Linked DNA regions of Ostrinia nubilalis: region 1 is linked to region 2. The links are chromatin contacts, called in public Hi-C maps. All regions are on one chromosome and are shown on one strand. Each heading gives the region's core, a stretch centred on a gene start, on an enhancer-like site or on the middle of the called end of the contact. The rest is flanking DNA. Distances are from core to core; before and after follow the strand shown.

Evidence for each region. Hi-C and Micro-C count contacts between places; a contact is called where the count stands out from the background.
Region 1: a Hi-C map of whole larva shows a contact between it and region 2, with 8 times the contacts expected there. The contact joins the promoter of LOC135077460 here to the promoter of LOC135077439 in region 2. A contact is called at or near these places in 5 of 5 Hi-C or Micro-C datasets (whole body and whole larva).

Annotation. Positions count from the first base shown.
Region 1 is chr13:6,235,755-6,239,596 of ilOstNubi1.1, reverse strand. LOC135077460 (splicing factor 3B subunit 3) reads right to left here and starts at 1,590. Exons shown (of 17, transcript XM_063972007.1): 1 at 1,445-1,590; 2 at 940-1,186; 3 at 431-601; 4 at 121-315. The coding sequence starts at 1,165.
Region 2 is chr13:6,090,633-6,094,157 of ilOstNubi1.1, reverse strand. It overlaps LOC135077439 (10 kDa heat shock protein, mitochondrial), which reads left to right and starts at 2,175. Exons shown (of 1, transcript XM_063971978.1): 1 at 2,175-2,796. The coding sequence starts at 2,332. The coding sequence ends at 2,643. All of the region lies in intron 1 of LOC135077448 (ATP-binding cassette sub-family G member 4), which reads left to right. It overlaps LOC135077437 (glucose-fructose oxidoreductase domain-containing protein 1), which reads right to left. Exons shown (of 1, transcript XM_063971977.1): 1 at 2,668-3,525.

The sequences.
Region 1 (3,842 bases), core at 341-2,840, 150 kb before region 2:
TCAAATAAATTCATACAGAAAGAGGATTTGGCGTCACTGTCAGTCGGAAACACGGACCTCAAAATAATCATTATAAAATATGTTAAAGATAATGGTTTCTGTGATCAAAATGATACATACCAGTAGGGTCAGCATCTGCTTCCTCATAATCAATTTCCAAGCATGCGAACATAGGGTTTTCAAAGCCAACATCTACGCCGACCATGTGGTACACCAAGGTGTTAGATTTGTGGGCCTCCAGTGGGGATGAGATAGTTAACCTTGCTTCTGCATCTCTGTTCAAAATGTATACTAGCTTTTGCTTTTCAATGGCACCTGGGATGAAACAGACAAGAATATTATAAAAATGATTTTTACAGTAATGTCAATAATCAATAAACACAGAAAATAAGTTTCCATGTGTGTAGTAAGGTTATATGTAATTACTTACCAATCATAACAGCTCGCCCCTTGGGGTCTATGGCCAAATATTGGCCGGGCACAATCCTCCGGCATCCAGACTTGCCAAATGTCTCCTGGTGGACCTTTTCCAAAATATTTTTGGCAGGGATGTATTCCAAAATTACAATACGGCCGGAATCTGATCCAATGACAATGTAATCTGCAAAATAAGGAATCCATGTGAAATCGAAAATTTAATAATTACTTGGATTTGATAAAATGCACATGGTAGAGTAATACAAATGTTCCAGAACAAGATACATCCCAGCATTCAGAATAGATTGCCAAGTGCGACGTGCTGATCAATCTATGCATCTAGTTATCCCATTCTTTTCATTAAAATGAGAAGCATGGAGCAAGACGATGCAAGTCAAGTAATCAATAAATAAGGGTCATTGACCTTTTGGCATGAATGTACTTTATTATAACTGGCCAGGGATAGGTTATATTTAGGTTATGTCTAAATAACACGTGGTGTAGATAATCAAGTTCCCTTACCTTTTGTGCCACCGGTAAGCCGAAATGACATCATTGACCGGATAATGCCGAATATCTCGACTTTCATCAAAGTATGCACTTTTCCAGTGTTAGGGTCTGGTCGAAGTAATTCCAATGTCTTTCCACGTGATATGATGATCTCCTGCTGTTTCGTGCCAGAGAAATTACCATGCACCGCATGTGTAATGGCTGTAGAGCCTTGTAGCGTTAAATTGTACAGATACATGGCGGCGGCTTCACCTTATATCTGAAAAAGAACGCATGCTGTGAGTGAAGTTTACACCTTACAGGTTTTTACGACTAAAAATCACAAATATTTACTTGTTTGGTTCGCAACTAGCGAAAACAGAAATAAATTTGTGTTTTCGAATGGGTGGTCCAAATATTTTTTATAGCACCTTTAAACGACCACAAAAGATATTTGATCAATTGTGGAGATACCCAGTGCACAAATAAATAAATATTTAGCTATAACGATAGAAAAATAATTTAATGGTTCATTTACCTGTAATATGTAATAATAGATTGCCGCGATGCGGCGTGATAAAATAAATCCCAGCAATCACCAAACTAGTGCGCAAAATGGCGCCGGCTGAGTACAAGAAGAGCGCCATCTCCGAAATCCAATGCAACGTTTCACTGACCAATCAAAAAGAAGCTGAAAATAAAATGGCGTTCAGTTTTATACAACTAGGGTTGCCATTACAAAAAATATATATAAATATCAGTTTAACGCCATCTAGTAGGGAGTAGCTTTCTACAGAAAACGAGATAGACCGCTAGATGGCGCTTGCTGAGTTTTGTTTAGAACGCCATCTATTAAATCTTTCTGGTAATTAAATAGTTTCTAATTTACAATACAGATGGCAGCATAGGTCCCCCATAAAGTTTAATGAAGAGACTTCATAATAAAAATAGTGGCAATAAAATAAAAATATGTTGTGTGAAAGTTCACTGAACAACGATAGGATGATTTTCACTAGACCATCTACTAAAGCATTTTAATTAAAAACACACACACAGTTCGTCGGCCGTTTGGTGTAGTGGTTCAGAACGGACTACTATGCCGAGAGGTCCCGGGTTCGATTCCCGGCCGGCGCAGAAATTGAAATGATGAATTTTAATTTCTGTGACGGGTCTGGGTGTGACTATGTATAATATTTATGTATTTAAAAAAAAAAAAAAAAAGTATATAAGTAGTATATCCGTTAAGCAAGCACCCATAACACAAGCATTAAGTTGCTTACTTTGGGGCTAGCTGGCGCTGTGTGAAATTGTCCAAAGATTTATTTATTTATTTATTTAGTTCAGCTAGTTTACTCAATATAAAAAAATAATTTTAGAATAATTATTTAAATTAATACAGAAATAAATGAAGTAGAAAATAAGTTTAGCTTTCTGAATTAATAACAGCACAAATCTGTTAGCGGTATCTCGTGTGACAATTTTTATGTTAATGATTTCTAAAGAACTTTATTAGTAACATTACAACGTATTTATTGCGGAAATTATGCTCTGACTGTTAAGAGAGGTACACAAAGGCCAAGGCTCGGAGCACACGTGCACCTCTGCGCAGATCGTGGCCTGCGCCGGCGCACCTCGGTGGCCATGAGCGGATAATTGACAAATGATACGTCGCCCATGGAAAATAAAATAATTTTATGCTTAATTTTTTTCACATTGTTGCTGTAAATTGGTAGTAAAAGCATTTCTTGCTTAAAAAAAGGGCATTCTTTATAAAAAAATTAAATTACGAAAATAAAACAAATCACTGGTAGGTATTAAGATAACTAGGTATTTCCTTTTTACTGCCAAAAAGCATAATTCTGAAACTTTGAAGAAAGACTTTGGCATTAAGTACATATTCCATACAAATGTTACTGTAATTGTAGCATCATTGAAAAATGTTCAACCAGATAAAATGTGGCGCGTCACCGAACAGGCCCAAATACTCAGGTGCGCGCGCGTCACCGCTGCGCCGGCGACACATTGTATGCCACAAAATAGAACTAAAAGATGCGCCACAATGGGCCAAAGCTCTTTCGATGTACACAAATACATATAGGAATTTTTAAACGGGCGGAATGATACAAAGAGAACTTTGGCACTTTATTTAAATGGTTGAAATTAATACAAGTGCACACTTAATTTAAAGGTAATATTAAGCACTTTTACTCGTCCTAACTTTAACGCTTTTTTGCTTCAGGGCATTATGTGAGTAAGTACCTTTCTAAGTGCTGAGAAGCAACGCAAGAAACTCGGTCACTCAACTCAGTCGCAACAAATCAATTGCCAATTTAGAAGGAATGATGAAAAAATATCAAACGCAAGAAAATGTTTTGAGCCGATATTAATTTACAATTTTAATTCGTTATTAAATCTTCAATGATTTTCCAGTCACAGTAGTGAGTAGCGTGCGCTTGAGTTTTCCTCCCATTACCGACGCCTTGGGCTTAATCTGCTACCGTGTAATTAGTGATATAATTACACCGGCGCAGGAGCAGCGGCGATGGCGGTGCAGATTGGCGCAATTTGTCGACGCTAGCGCCCTTGCGGCGGACGTGGCTGCCTCACAGATAGCAATCATTTGTCCTGCCAGGAACAAACAGCTATGTTATTATAATCAATTAGCGTAGATATTGTGGTTGGCTTAAATTAACTAACACGGTTAATTGATCATAAATCCCTTATTTAAACAAAAACACAAGTCGTTGTTGACCTGAAATAAAAGCTTCAAGGCTTTTCATCCCCATCCGGGCACAAACCCATAGGAGAGATAAAAATATTCTGTATACAACTACAGTTTATTCATTAAGCCAAAGTATGTTGTCGTGGCCTAGTGGTTTTTCCTGAGAAAATTGCAATTATTGTGGAAAGTCGGAAAAGCGGCCCAACAAAGTGAT
Region 2 (3,525 bases), core at 926-3,425:
CTATAGTTGGCCGTGTGAACCGCCGCTTTTTGAGCTTTTCCGAGCTTACAATAAGTCTTTTACCCATTCAGGCTTCTTTGTGGCTAGATTCCTTTGTGAATGCGTAAATTGATTTGTCCCACGATGATAAGTAACGCTCTTTTGTTTTTCGTATGAAGATGAATAAATTATGTTTTTTATTAGAAAGAAACATTGTAGGTAGGTATATTTGGTTTGAATATAAGTTATGAGAGCTAGGTATCATTGAACAAAGAGTGAAAGTTCATTAATAATTAATCTAATTTATTTCGTAAAATAGGTATTATCACATAGGGCTCGTAGTATTACAAAGAATAGGCAGCTGAAATACACTCGACATCAAATAAATCGCACCTCCCGCAACAAGCACTTTCAAACGTATGCATCCCCACTTCCCACCAATATTGGCATCATTTGAAAGCCTAGTTCTAAGCTTCATTTCATTAAATAAAATGTTTTTACCCCAAAAATGTGTCTTTAGAAGGATGCAGAGTCACTTCTTCAAAAAATAGGGTAGTTACGCTTGAGCCAACTTTTACGGCTATAAAACTGTTAAGTTGGGATTAATCGCTATCAATCTGTTAAAGAGGACACGTGAGATCATTATTTGGTTTTATAACCATAAAAATTGGTTTAATTGATCCCAGAGGTGAGCCCAAAGTGAGGTCTTTTTTCAAGTCACATTTATGGTATATGTTAATCATTTATTAAGAAATTAAATGTGTTTTTCTTTAAGGATATTTATTGGGCTTTCAAATAACACCAATATTGTTGGGGCACCATGATTGTGTCAGAAGAAAATCTTAAAAGTTCGCGTCGCGGAAGGTGCGGTTTATTTGATGTTGAGTATAGTTTTAATGCAACATGTTTAATTAATGAGCATTTATGTACCTAATATTAAATTGCTTGAGTTTCAATACCAATCACAAGCTTAAATATCGCCAACACTTTTATTGAAAACATGGGAATGAGTAAGTAAAACAGGCAGGCGATGACCGTTGCCGCGTTGCTGACTCGGTCCACTCCCATCACGTATGTCTCCATCCTCCTTTGTTGAGTCTGATGATGGCTGCGTGGGCGAACGCAGGTGTGGCAGAGACTGGCCGGCGCCGCGGCGCATTCCGGCGGCGGTCACGCGGCGCCGCCGTACTTGATGACGCGATTTGTCCAACTGGACCGATTAGCTTGAGCTATTTAGCTCGAGCAGCAGTAATGCATAGCATCTAACAAGTAGGTAACAACCATAAAACCGCACAGTCAGACAAAGCAGAAACCAGAGGCTGGCTGACCATAAGCTCTTCCACTTACTTAGGTCTTAATATTATACATTTTCTAGACATGACTATAACATGGACAACCTGGAAGTCGCTTATCTCATTTTAATCATCATCATCTTCATCTCAGCCATAGGACGTCCACTGCTGAACATAGGCCGCCTCCCCATTGCTTTCCATGTTGCTCTGCGACCTGCGTCCAGCGCCCTCCTTCCTTTGGTGGACCTTTAAGATGTCGTCGGTCCACCTTGTGGGTCATCATCATCTCATTTTAATACCTACCTATTTTTTAATCGCTATAACAAACAACAATGTTATTTGAGGTATGTATGTATTATGTATAGCTACTACTACCTGAAAACCCACTAAAACCATACAATAATAATGCCGTCATAAGTAGGTGTAAGTAGTACCAGTAGTACCAAGTACGCCTACGAAAACTTGCTTTCATTATTTTTCTGTAAAAAAAATGAAAACATGATTTACTGCCATCTATATTTATGATTCAAAGACATGCTTTCATTACTTACTAATAGTTTTACTACTCCATGACAGATGTCACTGCAACTTCAGTTTTATACTACTCCTCAACAGATGGCAGTGCTTGTTATGATAAATAATTTCATGAATTATTATAATTAATTTAATCTTTTTAATAACGACATAATCATGAATATATTAAAAATTATACTTAATTAAAATTTATGAAACATTAGATTTCAACTAAAAACTTATCAACACTGGCAATCATGAATAAAATTGTACGGTAAACGGTAAAGACGGGAACTACAACTTTTGTATGTAATTTGACAGATTAACGTGGAAGTAGCGCCCTCCTTTAATTTCATTAAAATCTTTGGCAATAGGAATACGTCAAAAAAAGCGTGTTGAACACGAAAGAGTTCTAAGTTCAGTCACAAAGGCAAGTTCGTTCACTCGCCGGCTCCGAGACGAGAGAATATTCTAGATCTAAAAGTGTAGACAGCTAAGAAAGTCTGTTCTTTTGTTTCTTTACACTGTACAGCAAGCACAAAACACAATGTCCAGCGCAGCTAAACGACTAATTCCCTTGCTCGACCGTGTTCTCATCAAGAGAGCTGAAGCCGTAACCAAGACCGCAGGCGGCATCGTGATCCCGGAGAAGGCTCAGTCTAAGGTCCTACACGGCGAGGTTATCGCCGTTGGTCCCGGCTCCAGAAAAGACAATGGTGAATTCATTCCAGTGCTTGTGAAGGTCGGTGACAAAGTTCTTCTTCCCGAATACGGCGGCACCAAAGTCAGCCTGGACACCGATGAGAAGGAATACCACCTCTTCAAAGAGTCTGATATACTCGCCAAAATTGAAAATTAGAATTAGTTAGATTTAAAATTTGTGGTTGATTCTGGTTCTGTTCTGTTAGTCATTTAGAATTTGTAGTGAATGAACATGTGATTGTGTAATAAGCCGGTTGCCGAAGCATTGATGTTAACGACGTTGCATTTCTAATTATAATATTGTTATAAACACTATCTTTTATTTACTTTCTGTCACCACTTCATAGCATTTTGTATCTGAAAATTTTATAGGTTATGTTGCATCACTGTCTACTGTAGGTACTAGGTAGGTTATTTTGTGAACATAAACCAACATTATGTGCCACTTATCTCAGTAATGAGATTTTAATAATCACTACTGTTTACCTGATAATAACCAAAACAACTAAGTAGGTTGTGTTGTTAATAACTCCCATAGTGGAGATTTTCTAAGAAAATCATAGTGAAACTCAAATAATACAAATGAATTTGTTTAAGCATTATATTTTGTACAAAAATGCAACAAACAGTATTTTAGTTTGATATCACATGATTTCAGAGGCTTACTGATAAAATCAAGATTCAATTGCAGTTCCATATTACTTACATTTAAAATAGTGATTAAAAGAAAATACATTTCATGAGAAAACTTAACTTGCTTTAATTATAGCCCTAAAATATAATATAATATTTACAAAATTAAAAGCACCTCTAGGACAATGATTGATATAATGTACAGAAAAAGCTTTCAGTTTCAGTATTGCCCCAGTAAATAGCAACGCTTGTGCATTTTCTGAGACTGATGAGAACACTATTCATTCATTCATTACACATAAAATATTTAAATTCTGCAATAAACTAACATCAGTATTTCTTATCATTTATAATACTGTTGTGGGCTGACTTTCAAATACTTTGAACAATAAAATAATAATGAAAT